Linked DNA regions of Mus musculus: region 2 is linked to region 1. The links are chromatin contacts, called in public promoter capture Hi-C maps. All regions are on one chromosome and are shown on one strand. Each heading gives the region's core, a stretch centred on a gene start, on an enhancer-like site or on the middle of the called end of the contact. The rest is flanking DNA. Distances are from core to core; before and after follow the strand shown.

What was found. Promoter capture Hi-C pulls out the DNA fragments that hold promoters and counts their contacts.
Region 2: a promoter capture Hi-C map of embryonic stem cells shows a contact between it and region 1, with 2.4 times the contacts expected there. The contact joins the promoter of Dcaf10 here to the promoter of Melk in region 1. A contact is called at or near these places in 1 of 39 promoter capture datasets (embryonic stem cells) and 1 of 115 datasets of contacts at active chromatin or transcription factors (large pre-B cells).

What each region holds. Positions count from the first base shown.
Region 1 is chr4:44,299,203-44,303,141 of GRCm38.p6, forward strand. Melk (maternal embryonic leucine zipper kinase) reads left to right here and starts at 1,715. Exons shown (of 18, transcript NM_010790.2): 1 at 1,715-1,870.
Region 2 is chr4:45,339,633-45,343,571 of GRCm38.p6, forward strand. Dcaf10 (DDB1 and CUL4 associated factor 10) reads left to right here and starts at 2,469. Exons shown (of 7, transcript NM_153167.2): 1 at 2,469-3,095. The coding sequence starts at 2,536.

The sequences.
Region 1 (3,939 bases), core at 465-2,964:
AGTGTCAAATAATTATAAAGATGCAAATACATATGCATCTTTATTTTTTTCTTCCCCATGGTTGTAACTCCTAATATATATATTTTTTGAGACAGGGTTTCTTTTTGTTTGTTTGTTTTTTTTCGAGACAGGGTTTCTCTGTGTAGCCCTGGCTGTCCTGGAACTCACTTTGTAGACCAGGCCGGCCTCGAACTCAGAAATCAGCCTGCCTCTGCCTCCTGAGCGATGGGATTAAAGGTGTGTGCCACCACGCCCGGCTCTAATATTTTTCTGGTTTGGGCTGTCACTACAATTTAACTCATGCAACCTATGTAAGTTTTATAATGACCAAGCTCATGACTAGGTATAATAGGGATGCTATGATGAAAAATACTTCTATTGGCATACTGGGTGTTTATGGCGCATTGAATTTTTCTTTCTTTCTTTTTTCTTTTTCTTTTTTTCCAAAAATCATTTCTGTATTTGTTTGCAGGGAGGGGTAAATGAGGAAGTCAGATTTCTGGGGATTGAATTTAGGTTTTCAGGGCTGGTGGCAAGTATCTTTACCCATGAGCCACATTGCTAGCATCTTGATGGGTAGTTAATTTAGTTCCTAAGGTTTTATAACTTATAGCAACAGATTTTAGTAAGAATTATGAGATGCACAGGGAAAAGTGGCACAATGTTAGAGCTCTTGCTTAGAATAGCCAAGGCCAGGGAGAGCCCTCCCATGAACCAGAAGGGGGAAAAAGATCAGGGGAAAGAGGGGTCAATGGGTAATGGCAATTGGTACCAAGTTGACAGCTTGACTTGATTAGTTAGACCCATTAGGTGGCAAGAGAGAACCAACTCTTGAAAGTTGTCCTCTAACTGCCACAGGTGTGAAGTGACACGTGCCCCCCTTCCCACAAGCACGCACTCGAATAAATGAATGTAATGAAAAATTAAGAACATAAAAAACTTAATTATATGAAAACTTTTTTTTTTTGTTTTGTTTTTGTTTTTCGAGACAGGGTTTCTCTGTGTAGTCCTGGCTGTCCTGGAACTCACTCTGTAGACTAGGCTGGCCTCGAACTCAGAAATCTGCCTGCCTCTGCCTCCAAAGTGCTGGGATTAAAATATGAAAACTTAGCAAGTCAATGTCTTCTGGAAAAAATTTCCTTGTCCCTATGAGATATGCACACTGCAGTTAGTAAAGGCAAACTATTAAAAAAAAAAAAGGAAGTGAAGATGAGAGAGGGTTTTGGGTGGTGTGGGGAGCAAGAAGGGAGAATAAAGTGGATATGATCAACATACATTGTATACGTGTATGAAAGTGTCGAAGAATAATGGTATTTTTAAAAAAATAAAAATATTCTTAAAAAAAAAGAAAGAAGGAGGCAAGGCCTTAAGTCTTCAGTCAGTATCTTTTTTTTTTTTTTAAATTAGGTATTTTCTTCATTTACATTTCCAATGCTATCCCAAAAGTCCCCATACCCTCCCCCCCCCACAACTCCCCTACCCTCCCACTCGCACTTCTTGGCCCTGGCGTTCCCATGTACTGAGGCTTAAGTCAGTATCTTAAAGTCTTCACCATCACCGATCCTGAGCATTTGACATCCTACACATTTAGTATCCCATCAAAAGTTTGAGCCTATCTCGCCCCGCCCCACCATCGCTCCGCCCAGTTTTCTCCCGGCCCCGCCCCACCTCCCTGGGACTGGGCTCCCTTGGGCCCCGCCTCTTCCGGCCCGCGAGGTTTGATTCCTTTGGCGGGCGGAAGCTGCTGGAACTTGAATCCTGCAGAAATTCCCACCGACTTGTTCCGGCTTTGCTAGACTCTGCAGCCGGCTGCTTCACCTTCTGTCCTGTTCGGTCCTGTTCGGTCCTTGCTGGGCCCGCTGCCCTTCAGGTCAGTTCTTCCGTCCTCGGGCCGCACTCTGGGCCTCGTGGGGCGTGGCCGGGAGACGGAGTTTCCCTGGGGTTCCACCCATCAGCACTGTTCTCTGTGAGAACGTCTAGGTTTTTCGACCCTGGCTTTCACAGATGGTGGATGGTAGTTTTTTTTTTTTTTTTTTTTTTTTTTTGTCTCGGGTTCTGAGATGTATCTTGCGTCTTGAACTCACTGGTCTCGAACTCACTTTGTAGCCAAAGTGGTCCTTGAATTCTGGATCCTCCTGCCTTACCTTCCTGAGCGCAGGAGATACAGGCGTGAGCGCTCCCCACTCCCCATTCCCCGCTCAGCGGGTAATTGATAAAGTTTGACAGAGCATTTGACGCCCCGGAGGCTCCCATAATGGGAATTTCCAGTTCTGTTTCAGTGCTTTTGACTGTCTGCAAAAGCGATTCAGAGATGGGCTTTGAGGCACTTACACTTTTCAACTCAGTTTTCTGGGGTATTCCAGTTAAAAGAGAAATGTGTGTAACCCCTTTGTAGAGCCCAAATCCTTCCTCACCTTGCACCTCTAAAGCAAGTGGCCCGAGACTCGTATTGTAAGGACGCCCAGAGGCTATAGCAGTAAATGGAGGAGCCAGGTGGCTCCTGCCAAGAAGGGTGTGGAGGGGAGCAGTTCCCTGCTTCTCATCCCAAGGCAGGAGCTCACACTAAGGTGAGGTAGTGAGTGTTCTAGTCTCACCTTAGGTAGATTTCTGTGGTTAATGGAGGAGGAGGAAGAGAGGGTTTCAGAGGGGTCTGAAACGTTGGCTAGAGAATTTAGTCCCAACTTTTGTTCATGTTTTGGCTTCTGTTTCTTCTTAAACACCTTCGTGGAAACAGTGGCTCTGTCCCTTTTATCTATTATGAACCAACTAGATGGACAGGTTAGTCCCTAAATGCTTTTGGGAATGAATGCCTCTATTGCTGCTCTCAGAAATCTCCGCAAAGGAGCAGAAGGGTGCCGCCACTCAACTGTATTCTAAGGCCAGGTTGTAAGCCATTCTGCACTCTCATCTGAAATGACCAGATCAGTGTCAATGAGCACGAGAGGCAAGTTAATGTGTTTTGTAGTAAGTGATAGCATGGCTCAAATAACACCATACTGGTAGCAAAATACCCTCAGTTTGCCTTTTATGAGGACTCACTGTATAGTCCAAGCTGGCCTCTAACTCACAGAGATGCACCTACCTGCCTCTGTTCCTGAGTGCTGGTATAAAGGCATGTACCACAGTTATCTAATAGAATCACAAATTTCCCAATATCTAGCTAATTTCTTATTTTTTTCAGAAAAGTGTCTCTATTGCATATACCCCATTTCTTCACCAACTAGAGGAGTTCTGAGATATCATATTTTTGCTTTCTGTATTCCAATTTCTAGAAGGTAAACGGGATGTGTACAGTTATTTAGACCCAGCTTTATACCTACAACATGATCTAATCACTAGTCTCTTTTGGGGGGAGGTGGGGTGGGGTGGGCTGAGGCTTTGAGACAGGGTTGCTCTGTGTAGCCCTGGCTGTCCTGGAACTCACTTTGTAGACCAGGCTGGCCTTGAAGTCAAAGATCCACCTGCCTCTGCCTCCCAAGTGCTGGGACTAAAGATGTTACCTCTGCCCAGCTAGTTTTTGTAATAGTAGCAAAAATGATCTTCCCTGGATTTGAAGATGATATAATCTAGCCTTACAGTGGTGATACTCAAAGACATGGTGTGATTTCAGGGAAGAGGGTAGTCAGAAAAAAAAAAGGATTTAGTGTTTGTGCAAGTCTTTTCCTAGGAACTGGACATTTTAAAAGTCCGTAGGGAGGAATCTGTGAAGAAGTTAATTATGAGCCAAGCCTGGTAATGCAGTTGTAACTGTGTGTGTGTGTGTGTGTGTGTGTGCTACAGTGTGTGTGGGTGGAGGTTAGTTGCCAGCTATGGGAGTTGGTCTTTCTGTCATGGGGGTCCCATGGGGGTCCTGGGATCAAACTCAATTTCAGGCTTGGTAGCAAGTGCCTTTACCCACTGAACAAGTGGGTTTGTTGTTTGAGGCATAGTCTCCTGTAG
Region 2 (3,939 bases), core at 1,219-3,718, 1.0 Mb after region 1:
AGAAATCAGTTGCATAACAATTAAAAAACACAAAACATCTAGTTATTGGGTAGAGAAAAAAATTGTTCCCCACCTGTTTGATGAACTAGGTCTTGAATGTCCAGAGACATGTGATAATAACTGAGACTTGGGGACAGAGTTCGGAAAACCTTTTTGATTATTTACTTCCTTTGTGACTCAAAAAGACCATAAGGAAAATAAAATTAAAAAATAAATAAATAAATAAAAACAAAACAAAACAAAAGGCCATAAGGCCAAAGACTTCCAATGATGTTTTAAATGTGACTTAATTTTGGTTACTAAAGTTGAAAATTCTTAAGCTTTCTAAATGGTATTAGTATATATAAATGGGTCAATGTAGATTGACTTGAAGTTAATTCCTTATTAACGTGGTTGTGTATAAACTCTCTTTGTCTTTTTTTGTTTGTTAGTTTTGAGACAGGGTTTCTCTGTACAGCCCTGGCTGTCCTGGAACTCACTCTGTAGACCAGGCTGGCTTCAAACTCAGAAATCTGCCTGCCTCTGCCTCCCAAGTGCTGGGATTAAAGGCGTGCGCCACCACCGCCTGCTGTGTACAAACTCTCAAAGGTCCTCTGTCAGTGCTCTTAGCCGCTAAGCCATCTCTCTGGCCCCTAAAGGCAGCATGCCAACAGGAAGAGGCACAGCTGAATTTGAGTGCGATTTTTAGTGCTCTCTCAGGTTTTATTTTTACTGATATTATAGAATCATGGTCTTTTTTTTTTTTAAGTTTGATTTTTATTTATACAAGTACACTGTCGCTGTCTTCAGACACACACCACAAGAGAGCATCAGATCCCATTATAGATGGTTGTGAAGCCACCGTGTGGTTGTTGGGAATTGAACCCTGGTCCTCTGGAAGAGCAGTCAGTGCTCTTAACCTCTGAGCCATCTCTCCAGCCCTAGGGTCATAGTTTTAATGTAATATGCTCTTATTTTAGGTTTCAGTAAAAATATCTGGAATAAATGAATATTCACATATTAAATACAAGCATTTTTAAAACCACATATTACTAACTTACTTATTCTGTGCTATAACCACCATTGCCTTGAGCTTATTCACAATTTAACTTTTTGAGAGTCATTATGACATGAACAGAGAACATGTAAACTTATAAACTCTTGTTTATTCCAATTTTCTTTCCTTAGATTCTCTAAATTGTCAGTGAACATGGTTAGTTTTTTCTTCTTCTTTTCTACGGTACTAGGGGTTGAAGTTAGGGCTTCACACACGTTAGATAAACGTTCCACCGCTGAACCACATCCTCAGCCCAGTGAACAGCTCTTCAATGCCTTTGGGACCTTAGTATGCTTTTCATGGGGAATGCCCTGCACTGTGAAATCTGATTATGTGGAGCCAATTCAGACCGAATGATGATTTCTTGATTTTCTGTCTAAAGTTCAACCATTGAATATCTAAGTCCCTTTCTGCAGACATCTTCCAGGTCTGTCTTCACGGGTTGGCACATCCTCCAGGTTTATATCACAGTCACTAAAACGTAAACTCCCTACAACGCTACAGACCTACAGAATTGGTTGGGGTTTATTTTGTTTTGTTTGTTATCTATCTGCCTTTCCTTTTACCTCGGGCTATCCTTTTTGAGGACTAAACTTCCCTGCACTGGAAACCTCTATTCCCTGTTAATGAGTTCCCTGAAAAGAGGTACTCAGCAGCTGGAGCAGAGAGGAATATCGTCAGGGGCAGCAGGAGCGGAGACAGGGGAATATCATCAGGGGCAGCAGGGGCGGAGACAGGGGAATATCGTCAAGGCCCGGGCAGTGCTTGGCAGATGTAGTATGAGTATGACGGACAGTGGGCTCTGGCTTTGTGGATTTGAATTGATTGATCTCTAGCTCCCCTCATTTACTCCTAGCTGCACGTATGTTCTTTTTGCGGGGAAGAGAAGAAGGCTCTAACCCTGATAAAGATTTCCCTTACTGTGCAGCAACCAAGATTTGGGCAGATATGTATGACATCAATAGATTCCTTTAGTCTAGGCCCTGTACAGTCCAATGCTTTTTAAATTCGACTGCTCTTGAATCTTTATAGAGTTCTAGGCTGAGTAAGTAGGCAGTGTGCCAAGAGCTTTACTGTGTGACCTACATATAATACAGTAATCACCGTCCCCTCCCCCAGCCCCTCTTGCTGCTCCATTTCAGTGTAAGGACAACAGTAGATAATCCGACCCAGTCTGGTAGGACTGGTCCGGCACACAGCCAGCCAGTGCTCCCTGACAGCTGAGGGCCGACTCTCTGCTGGTTGTAGTCGGGTTCTGTGTGCCCTACATTGCACACACAGGGCTCGTGGATCCTGACTTCACAGTCCTCCTAGGTTGTGGCGCACCCGGCGGTGGTGTCCCTGCTTTTACGTCCCCGGCAGAGGGCAGCCTAGCGGCGGCGCGGGTTTCCCAGCCGGCGGCTTTAGGGCGCGACACCCGGAAGTGGCGGCTGGAGCGGGAGCGCTGAGTTGTCGGGCGGCGGGACAGCGGCCCGGAATAGGGGGCGGGGGCGTTGGTCATGTTTCCCTTCGGGCCCCACAGCCCGGGCGGGGACGAGACGGCTGGAGCCGAGGAGCCGCCGCCTCTCGGAGGGCCGGCGGCAGCTTCCAGACCGCCCTCTCCAGCTCCGCGACCGGCGTCTCCGCAGCGAGGAGCTGACGCGGCCTCTCCCCCGCCGGTCGCCGGGAGCCCTCGCCTCCCGGGCGGCCCCGCGGTGTCCCCAGCCGAGCGCGCCGGAGAGTTCGCGGCTCCCGGAGCTCTGGAGTTGTCCGCCGCCACCGCGTCGGCGTCGCAGGCAAAGCTGTCACCCTCCTCCTCGCCGCGCAGACGCTCGAGGCCGGACTGGAGGGCGGGCGGGCGGAGCCGGCAGGGCCTCGGCGCAGGCCTGGGCGGCCCCGGGGCCAGACTGTTCGGGTGGCTGAGAGAGCGAAGCCTCGGTCGCGGGCTGTTCGTGGACCCGGCTCGGGACAATTTCCGCACGATGACTAACCTGTATGGGTCCATCCATCCCGCAGACTCGGTGTACCTCAGCACCCGCACCCACGGTGCTGTCTTCAACCTCGAGTACTCTCCGGACGGGTAAGCTCCTACACCCCAGCGGGCTCCCTCCGCTCAGGCTGGCCGCAGCCGCTGGCCTTCGTGCCCCCCGGTACTTTGTCACCTATGAGCCCTGGCCTGGCCTGTTGGGATAGGCAGGCCCAGTGCTTCCCTTCGGGGTCCTGGAGGCTCGGGGAAAGAGAACTACTTTTAAGCCGTCGCTTCAGGTCAGTCGGAGCCAGTACACAACTAGGGCGTTCTGGTACACCAAAACAAATAGGCTTTAAAGAAATGCTCGTCGTTTTCCTGTGATCCTCAGTTGGCTTTGTTCTGATCTGAATTTATGTGAAAGGTAGAAAACTTGCAGACTCTTTGGACCGTGTGCCAGATCCTGCCACGAAGGAGACAAATGAAGGCTTTAGAAAGACACTAAGACTGCAGAAATCCGCTTCTCAGGGTTTGGGCCATTTTGTGGGATAGACTGCATGCTTAGACTGCTAAGATGATTGCTCTTGGTTTACTTCAAGCCATAGGGAATTTTCAGACTACCCCAGGGAAATTTAGTAGTACTCTGTCTTGTGAGTGCACAAGTTTAACAACAAGTTTAAAATACTGCTTGTGGCTCCACGGTAAGATGACATAATAACATTCTTATCACAATATATCAAGACTACATATATATTAAAACATTATAAAACAACCGGTAAACTATATTAAAAGGAGAAGAAAATAGGCTTGAAGGGGGGGAAGCGACTAAGTTAAATCATAATGATGAGGACTCAGCTCTATTTGGAATCTTTCATGGGTATTTACATAAAGATTAAACAAGTATTAGATTTAAAATACAGCAGTGTTTGACACTTCTGGGAGAAAACAGCACATTTAT